Regions from separate parts of the Mus musculus genome. Here region 1 is linked to region 2. Evidence: chromatin contacts called from public Hi-C data. All regions are on one chromosome and are shown on one strand. The core of a region is the stretch at or near the end of the contact, and the rest is flanking DNA. Distances in the headings are between cores, read along the strand shown.

Region 1 (4,780 bases), core at 1,962-4,461, 380 kb before region 2:
AGCAGGCTGAAGCCTTTGGGCATTGGAAGATAGACAAGTACAACTGTGGACATATCCTATCAATAATGAATTTGAAAAGACATGTTGTGATGTGAGATGCAGGTGATTGGCTGGCTGCTTCCTCCTCTTTTCTCCTTCTTCCCCCTTTCCTCCGTTGCTTCCACTGTTCTGTTTGCTTAAGCGGCAAGAAGATGATTGGATCTATAAACTAAAACTTTCCCCAGACAGTTTTTTTAATGCCAGTGTCTGTCTAATGTAGCTTGCGATTCACCTTTGTATGACGGAGACAAATTGACAGAGAGCTGATTATGAAAAAAATTGCAACAAACAAAAAACAAACAAAGCAAAACTAAACCAAAAACAAATATTAAATTTATTGCTTTTGAAATCAAGAGCTAGGAAAGCCAGTTTGGGAAAGTCGTGGTTCTGAGAACTGGCCCTCCTCCTGTGTAAGGTTTGGATACAGAGAAGCAGAAGGACAAGTGGGGCCAGGAGAAGGCAGGGCATCTCGATGGGCTGTGTTCTGGAATTTGGAAGCATCTTCTAAGCTATTTGGCAGGAGAGGACTAAACCTCTTAGGTAGATATCTATGAGCTGCTGATTGAGCTTGCTTCACCTTGGGCTTTGACTGGTTGCTGGCAGGGAAGAAAGTAGGGATAAGTATTAACATCTCTGAAATTTACTATAACTCAGAGATCTCTTTGTTTTAACAGTAGGCTGGTAAGAGTTTGGAGCAAGGTAAGTTTGGGATGATAATAATGTATAGACCTTATTGCTCTTAAACCACAGTAAATAACAACCAGTGCTATAATATACAGAGATAACATTCTTGGGAAACATTTGCTGTCAGCCTGAATTTATACTTACTCTCAAGTAACTCTAATAAAACCAACAGTTCTGAAAGCCCAGAGATTCATATCATTTCCATTAAAACCTAATTTCAATAAAATACAGAAGGTTAAAATGTGGCTTCATTTCAAACCAGGCTCCTGCCTAATTAAAAAATATAGTATAACACCAATAAAGTATCTCTTTAGGTCTTCTAGCAATAAACTGTCTCGCTATTCACATCTACTAAACAACTGCAATGTCTGTAGAAGGTTAGAAATGTGCACTCACCTTGTTTCTCTTGCTGCCTTGCTTCCATTTCCCTTGGGCTCTTTGTCATCTCCTTGAATCAGTGTTGCACTACAGTTGGCACCATTGCACACACCTCATCCTGTGCCCCCCACACCATTTTGACCACTATCCTGCTTTTCATTTGTTGTTCTGTCCCATTCCTAAATTTCACTAAGATTCTTTTCTTTTTGCTCTTCTCACCCTTTAAACATTGGTGGCCTTCTCTCTTGCATCCTTGTCTTGTCTCCACTTTCCCATCACTCCTCCTCTTCCTGAGAAAGCGTCTTTATTGTCAATGTTCGTGTCATCTTCATGCTGACTGGTCCCACCCAGTAGGAAAGATGAGTACAGAGCTTTCTGCTTGGCATGGGAGAGCCCTTGTGCCTGCATTTGGGTCTGCTATACTAGGTCTCTTGGTTCTTATATGTGCCTGTGTTATAGACAATCTAGAACATTCCTTTTCTCTCCCCTCTCTTCCCTTCTCCCTCTTTCTGTCTCTCTCCCTCTCTCCCCCTTCTTCTCCCTTCCCACTTCTCTCTCCCTTCACTGTTCTCCCTCTTTCACCCCCACATGCATCCACTTGAACACGTACTTGCACATGCCCACACACACCCCCGTACACCTTTCCCGACACCTTTCCCATTTCTAAATTGTCCTTCCCACTCCTCCTTCCTAATTCTACATCATAATGTTTAATCCTTTCAAGATTTAGATGATGTCCTGCTACCTCCTGTGACCAGATTCTCACATCTTCTGCCCAGATTACAAATGTCCTTATTTAGGACACATGCTCCACTATGTTCATAGTGCCTTATTTATAATAGCCAGAAGCTGGAAAGAACCCAGATGTCCCTCAACTGAGGAATGGATAAAAAAAAATGTGGTACATTTACACAATGGAGTACTACTCAGCTATTAAAAACAATGAGCTTATGAAATTCTTAGGCAAATGGATGGATCTCGAGGATATCATCCTGAGTGAGGTAACCCAATCACAAAAGAGCATACATGATATGTACTCACTAATAAGTGGATATTAGCCCAGAAACTTAGAATACCCAAGATACAATGTGAAGAACACATGAAACTCAAGAAGAAGGAAGACCAAAGTGTGGACAGTTTGATCTTTCTTAGAAGGGGGAATAAAATACCCATGGAAGGAGTTACAGAGACAAAAAAGTTTGGAGCTGAGACTGAAGGAATGACAATCCAGAAACTGCCCCTCCTGGGGATCCATCCCATAAACAACCACCAAACCCAGACACTATTGCAGACACCAAAAAGATTTTGCTGACAGGACACTGATATAGCTGTCTCCTGTGAGTCTATGCCAGTGCCTGGCAAATACAGAAGTTGATGCTCACAGTCAACCTTTGGATGGAGCACAGAGTCCCCAATGAAGGAGCTAGAGAAAGTACCCCAGGAGCTGAAGGGTTTTGCAGCACCATAGAAGGAGTAACAATATGAACTAACCAGTACCCCCAGAACTCCCTGGGACTAAACCACCAATCAAAGAAAACCCATGGTGGGACTCATGTAACATATGTAACAGAGGATGGCCTAGTTGGCCATTAGTGGGAGGAGAGGCCCTTAGTCTTGCGAAGATTCTATGCCCCAGTATAGGGGAATGCCAGGGCCAGGAAGTAGGAGTGGGTGAGTTGGGGAGAAGGGAGGAGGGAGTAGCTAGGGGGTTTTTGGAGGAGAAACTAGGAAAGGGAATAGCATTTGATATGTAAATGAAGAAAATATCTAATGAAAAATATATTAAAAATATTTTAGCAAAAGACAAAAAAGTGAAAGGAACATGTTTTAGGAAGGAGACCAGGGAACTATAAGGAGTATAACAGGGGGACAGTAGGCATAATTAGAGTTCATCATATACATAGTATCAATATGGTACAATGAAACCCGTTATTGTATATAATGAATATATGCTAATAGAAAGTATCTTGAAAATGAAAAGAAAACAAAAACAAAAACACCAAATGTCATTATTTGGTTCTTTTTCTAAATAAAACTGACCCTACTAGAGTTAATGTTTAGAGTAGTATTGACACACTTTTGAAATACTTTCACTTTTCATAAACTGGTGACCCAGAGGACAATGTGCTCTGCTTATGTTTTTTAATCCTCTTAAGACTGTGGTCCAGTGTCATTCATATAATTGATAGTTAACTCATTGGTAGGATCTGTAAGTATTTTTTTGTGGCATGTAAGAATGTTACAAAAGTGCCGATGGTGATTAGTGGAGTTGGGAGAAGCATAGTAGCCAGAGGTTAATCAATCATTCAAAGGCAAGTCGGATCAGAGGAGTCATTTGTGCCCACATACACATGGAAGCTGAACAACGCTCCACTCAATGATAACTTGTTCAAGGAAGAAATAAGGAAAGCAATTAAAGACTTTTTTAGAGTTTAATGAGAGTGAAACTTATGGGACACAATGAAAGCAGTGCTAAGAGGAAAACTCATAGCTCTGAGTGCCTCCAAAGAGAAACTAGAGAGAGCATACACTAGCAGCTTGACAGCACACCTGAAAGCTCTAGAACAAGAGGAAGCAAATACACCCAAGAGGAGTAGATGGCAGGAAATAATCAAACTCAGGGCTGAAGTCAACCAAGTAGAAAGAAAAGGAACTATACAAAGAATCAACAAAACCAGGAGCTGGTTCCAAGTGGATCAAGGACTTCCACTTAAAACCAGATACATGGAAACTAATAGAAGAGAAAGTGGGGGAAGAACCTTGAAAACATGGGCACAGGGGAAAAGTTCAACAATAGCTTATTCTCTAAGATCAACAATCAACAAATGGGACTTCATAAAATTGCAAAGCTTCTGTAAGGCAAAGGACACTGTCAATAGGACAAAACAGCAACCAACAAATTGGGAAAAGATCTACCGGTCCTTTCCCTCACAGAGGGCTAATATCCAGTGTATACAAAGAACTCAAGAAGTTAGACTCCAGAGAACCAAATAACCCCATTAAAAATGGACTACAGAGCTAAACAAAGAATTCTCAACTGAGAAATATTGAATGCCTGAGAAGCGCCAAAGAAATGTTCAACATCCTTAGTCTTCAGGGAAATGCAAATCAAAACAACCCTCAGATCCCACCTCACTCCAGTTAGAATGGCTACTATCAAAAACTCAGGGGACAACAGATGCTGGTGAGGATGTGGAGAAAGAGGAACACTTCTCCATTGCTGGTAGGAATCCAAGCTGGCACAACCACTCTGGAAATCAGACTGATGGTTTCTCAGAATATTGGACATAGTACTACCTGAGGACCCAGCTACACCACTCCTGGGCATATACCCAGAAGATGCTCCAACATATAACAAGGACACATGCTCCATTATGTTCACAGCAGCCTTATTTATAATAGCCAGAAGCTGGAAAGAACCCAGATGTCCCTCAACAGAGGAATGGGTACAGAAAATGTACATTTACACAATGGAGTACTACTCAGCTATTCAAAATAATGAATGGTGGAGCACACCTTTAATCCCAGCACTCGGGAGGCAGAGGCAGGTGGATTTCTGAGTTCGAGGCCAGCCTGGTCTACAGAGTGAGTTCCAGGACAGCCAGAGCTATACAGAGAAACCCTGTCTCGAAAAACCAAAAAAAAAAAAAAAAAAAAATCATGAAATTCATAGGCAAAT
Region 2 (5,488 bases), core at 2,373-4,872:
AACTGTGGGGTAAATGTTTGTCCCCCATTTGTTAACTTCTCTCAGATATGCCACTGGATGATAGTCATTGGAAGTAGGCTTGTGGACTGGTAACAGGGGTATATTCCACGTTGACTAGAAAGCTTGCAAGATCCCCAGATCTAATAGTTGTCTGATGTGAGGCATGGCCCCTCCACAGTCTCCCATAAACCTGGGGTATTGCTGGACCCGCACTGGATCCACCCCTGGTTTGAGCTCCACGAACACACAGAGCCAATGTTTGGCTAGTCCCATCCTGCCTGTTTCAGCCTGTGAGGACAGGAATCACCATAGCCAGGATTGGTTCTCTGGGAGTCATGAGCAACCTGTATTTATCAGTAAGTCCCACAGTCAACACTGGAATGAGATGACCTGTCCCATTCAATACATTGGTTCCTTCAGTGGTAAAATGGTTTTGTGCCCCCATCTTGGTTAATAAGTCACACCCCAAAAGTGGGTATGGACAGCTATGGATTACTAGAAAAGAGTGGGATACTCATTCCACACCAAAGTCCACTTTTCTTTGAGTTTTTCCTGCATATTGTTTCATCCTGTAGCTCCCTATACCCAAGATGTCTTGGTGGACAAGCATCCAGCTGCTTGTAGAAGAACTGAGTCCTGGGTTCTCATGTCCACCATAAATTCAGTCGGCTTCCCCTCCACCCAGGTTTACCCCAGGCTCAGGGAGGGAAACCAAGCCCCGTTCTCCCTAGTCACTGTCGTCCTGATTGCTATAGTTGGCACTACCTCTCTCATCCTCCCATTTTTTGGGACACTCATGGCCCAATGGCCCTCTTCTTTACAATAGGCACATTGGTTTTTGCTTAGCCTGGGACGAATGGACATCTAGGTCCTCTCTTACCTTCATCTTTAGTCAGCTGTTTGAGGTGTCTCCTCCAGTCCCCAGGCTCAGCTTTGCTAACACGATCTTAACAAGGCTCTGATTCTGCCTCTTCTTGGCCTTTACCTGTTTTTCCTCAGCACTCTTCCTATTGTACAAAGCCTTTTCTGCCAGACCAATAAATCCTGGAGACTTTTCTCTCACTCTTTCATGTCTCTACAATTTTCTGGGAATATATGAGGCAGACTGGTTAGTAAAAGCCATGGCCACTGTTGCCTTTGCTTCCTGGGACACAGGATTTATAGGAGTATATTGCCTAAATGCTTCCGTGACTCTCTCAAAGAAGGCATCTTGGCTCTTTTCCTGTCCGTGTCTAATATTATATACCTTGATCATATTGGCTTGACCAACAGTGTGGCTTGTAAGCCACAGGCTTGAGACACCCCAATAGAGTCTGGCAGTGAACAAGGAGTCTCCTCTTATCTTCAGCAGTATTATAATCCCAATCAGGGTGAGTGGAGGGGAATCCATCCTTGATTAGAACAAGGTCGGTGGTAGGGACCACCATGTCACTAGGAACCAATTTCTGGCCTCTTTCTGGAGACTCTCTCTCTTGTGTTACAAAGAGGACCTGTAATAGTTGCTGACAGTCATCCAAAATGGGTTGATGGGTTAAAAAGAACAGTTTCTAGCAGGATTATCAAGGCAAGCAGGGGCCGATCTGAGATTTTTAATTATACGTGTCACTAGTAGCAAAGGGCCAATAGAGATGAGGCTGGTTTCCTTGGTCTTGGGAGGGATTGGGCAACAGCTCTCAGACAGGGCTGTAGAGTCAGGCCCAACTGTACCTTCTTCTGGGGTTCCCCCTTTCTACTCCCAGTAACTCGTGTGGGTCCCAGCTCTTCCACCCAGGAAGGCTCTGTGGCTGCGGCCAGGGATTCCAGTGCAGCTGCTTCTATGGTAGGGTCCTGTATGGATTGGGAAGGAGCTTGATAGGGAAGGGAAAAAAGAGACCTTTGCCCATTCCACCCTGTAAAACAGGGTAGGAAGAGGTTGAGAATTTAGCACAGCCAGGTTCTATCCTGGCTATTGTCTCTGAGAGTGTTCTGTCACAGCCAATGCAGTAGGTCTAGGCCCTGTTGGTAAGAAGGATTAATCCAAGTTGGAGGTTAGTAACTAAGTCCTTACAGGCCACAATAAAGGGCACTTGGTTGGGATGTCCCATCCGATGTGCAAAATCCTTTCTGAGTACTTCCTAGATTATATCTATCTGGAAGGTACTTTCAAGGGGCCATCCTACATTATAAGCAGACCATTCATATTTACAAATGCTCTACATCTTCCCTTTTCTAACCTTTATTGACAAATTGTGTCTTTGGAGCTTGACCTAAGAACAAGTCGATTGGGGATAGAAGTGTGTCCCACTTCATCCATCTCAGTCACAAAATAGTAAAGTGCCACATACAAAATGGAAAAGCACAAGGGGGTGGTAAAGACAAGATGGCAGATTCCTCCACTTGTACAGAGGAGAAAATGAAGACAGGATGGCAGCCATAAGCCTTGTAGTGGGGTTCTATGACCATTCCGTCCTACCCAAAAATTAATATCAGGGGCACCCTGTCACCTATGCCTGACTCTGGAACATCTTCCAAGCCCCCATGGCTACAATTCTCCAGCTCATGTTCACTGTAGTGGGGTTCCACATCTACTTTAATCATCTCTTACCACAAATAATCAAGAAAAATCTGACAGCCAAGGCACATAGACACAAATCTGACAGAAAGAGCACTGACACAAAGTCAAACAATGAGATGTCACCTTAGCAGCCAGCCTTCCAACACTTCAGTTGAGAGTCCTGGGGTTTTAGGGCTCCCAGCCAATTCTCGTTATGCCCAAATTGCAGGGACTCTAAAGATCACTGAGGAGCTAATTCTGGTGCAAACACATAAGGGTCTTTGTTACAAGCTTACAAGCAAGGACTCTTACTGTCACCACAGCAGCTGGTCAAAAGTGAGAACCTCGAGTCTGAAGGTACAGAGTGATTATTGTGGTTATAGCAAGCTTGGGGAATTTCCACACAGGTCAGCAAATTAATATTTTTAAAACTGCATTTCTGGCATAATCTGCAAGAAGCAAACATGGTGGTAAAACCACTTGACAAACAGTATGCCTAGGTTATCTATTTTCTGGAGGGTGTCTTAGGTTATATGTACCTTGACTCTGCTGTTATAACCTGACTGGCTGTTGCTAAGTGTGTGTGTGTGTATGTGTGTGTGTGTGTGTGTGTGTGTGTGTGTGTGTGTGTGTGTATGCCATAGTGCTCAAGTGGACTTTGCAGCTTTCCTCCTGGAATTGGAATTTGGCCCCTGGAGCTTCTTCCAAAAATAGAGTTCACTGGGCTGTACAAAACAGTGCTTCCTGTGTGTGCGTGGATAGGATCAGTCATGCCAAAGTTCATGCTGAAAGGGTCTCTGCTGCCCTCACTGTACTCATCACGGAGTGTCTGAGAAAGAAGCAGTCTTAACATCTAGGAACTAGTAAGACGCTGACTGCTGGTTAATGTTAGCTGGCCCAAACAATGGCCCAGGCTGTTCTGAGACTGGACTTGAACAATCACATAAAACCAATGCTAGACAAGGTCACATATAGCCCATGATATCCTGAGAAAATTCAGACTACTTCACAGGTATATCAAAGTACAGAGAAGAAAACGTCTGCGCAACACACAAGACTCCAAATATTTACACTCTGCTTCTTGGCTCAGTATGAGAGACTGCTGACTCTACCAAGTACAGCTTTATCTCTCTCCATTCAGTCTTCCCTAGAGAATGAGCTATTGAAATAGCCAATTGAATTCTCTTGCTGATAGACTTCCATCCAGAGAGAGCAGGTTTCCTTCAACCCTTCCCCCAAGTTACCATGAGATCTTTCTGCTATATTTTCTTGGGACACTCACACTGTCTTATGTCTCCTTCCTTGCCCTTTAATGAGCTCAGCCACAGCTACGTTCTAGGGGTCTTTGACTAGAGGATTTGGCACCTCACTGTTTTTACAATGTGATGTGGTGATCCTACTTTCTAGGTGATACTTCAGGATTTTGATCAGTATTTTCCATAGTTTTTACTCAAACACATAATCAGTGACTGCTAATATATAGCCTAACTCAAAGTTCACTAAGATAAAAGGGACAAATGATCTTATTACTGAAAGGTATAGGTATTTGTTTACTTGAAGAGAGTCTATGTTGAAGACAAACATCATTGTTAAAAAAAATGTTTGTCATTTTTCATTCTTTTTCCCAGTATGTTTTAGGAAATTTCCTGAAGCAAAGCTACCATGGGGGTCAAGAAAAGGTACCTCTTTGCCTGGCCAAGCTAGATTACATGACCTAATTCTATAATAAGCCTGTATAGGCCAAGAACTTGGACAATGGGAACTGCTGGGCTAAAAGCCCTGGCATCTTCCGAATTGTATGGAGGGCTTTCAATCAGCAGTACCTGAAGCTGGGGACAGGAGAATTTGGTGTACATGACCCAAAGCCTCTTAGGTCATGAGATCAAGTCACGTCACGTTGAATAGAACGACTGGAAAGTGGGGATATTTTAGAGCTGTCAAGAGCTTGTCCAGAGCACTCTAACATAAGTTCAGAGGATTTTCATAGTGAAAGGTCTGTGGAATTAAAAATTGGCTAAATTGTGATAAGTATGGAGGGTCAATTTTTCTCCCACTGAGAAATGAGCACACATAAAGTGGGCTTCAGCAAAGCATGGAAATTAGTTTTCCTGTGATGAGACTGCTGGCTAATGGCTCTGCACAGCTTCCTTCCCATTCATTCTTGGATCTCAGGTGACTAAGGTATCCCCTGGTATCATCTTCCTCAGTGCTTTGAAGCTCATGGAATTTCCCAATGATAACAGTTCACAGCAATATTTTGTACACAGTGTTTACCCTAATTTTAGTCTTATGCTTATTTGTATAGTTGCTTGCTTATTATTGCCTTCTCTACTGCTACATCCATAAGGCTAGGGTTGCCCACCTGGTGCTGTATTTTTCACGCGATATAAACAGGAGACTGCCTTGATAAATACACTTAGAAGCACAAACTTTACAGCACAATGCCTTTAAACGTCTCGATTACTTTTCTGAGAAAGACAGGGTTTCCTTCTCTTGAAGGGATGAAAAGGGTTGACCAACATGCAGATGCAAAATGGAGAGTTCAATTCTACCCTACACAGAGGAGCAGCTGCCTTCAGCCATGTCTTCTGGAAAACTCTTACCGAAATGTTGTTTGGTGTTTCTGTTCTTAGAGAGGTCCTGATGCCTCTTGGAGACACAGGGCACAGTTAGCATATTCCATGTCAGGCCAGCTGAATAAGAAATATGTGGTATTTGTTGACTGACATGGTATTTCACATGCTTCTCATTTTTACTAAGGGATATTCTTTTTTTTGGGGGGGGGGGTTCAAGACAGGGTTTCTCTGTATAGCTCTGGCTGTCCTGGAACTCACTTTGTAGACCAGGCTGGCCTCGAACTCAGAAATCCGCCTGCCTCTGCCTCCCGAGTGCTGGGATTAAAGGCGTGCGCCACCATGCCGGGCTGGGGTATTCTTTTATAATTGTTTGTTTGTG

The links. A called contact is a pair of places that touch in the nucleus more often than the background predicts.
Region 1: a Hi-C map of liver shows a contact between it and region 2, with 3 times the contacts expected there. The contact joins two enhancer-like sites. A contact is called at or near these places in 2 of 484 Hi-C or Micro-C datasets (liver and nephron progenitors).

What each region holds. Positions count from the first base shown.
Region 1 is chr19:18,550,177-18,554,956 of GRCm38.p6, reverse strand. No RefSeq gene overlaps it. Among named protein-coding and RNA genes, the nearest start is that of Ostf1, 79 kb to the left of the region's middle. Within about 2 kb of position 3,211, at least 1 of the 459 cell types and tissues checked has an H3K27ac peak or open chromatin away from gene starts, as enhancers often do. A contact at or near this core is called in liver, where this site is marked.
Region 2 is chr19:18,174,150-18,179,637 of GRCm38.p6, reverse strand. No RefSeq gene overlaps it. Among named protein-coding and RNA genes, the nearest start is that of Gm22880, 310 kb to the right of the region's middle. Within about 2 kb of position 3,622, at least 7 of the 459 cell types and tissues checked have an H3K27ac peak or open chromatin away from gene starts, as enhancers often do. A contact at or near this core is called in liver, where this site is marked.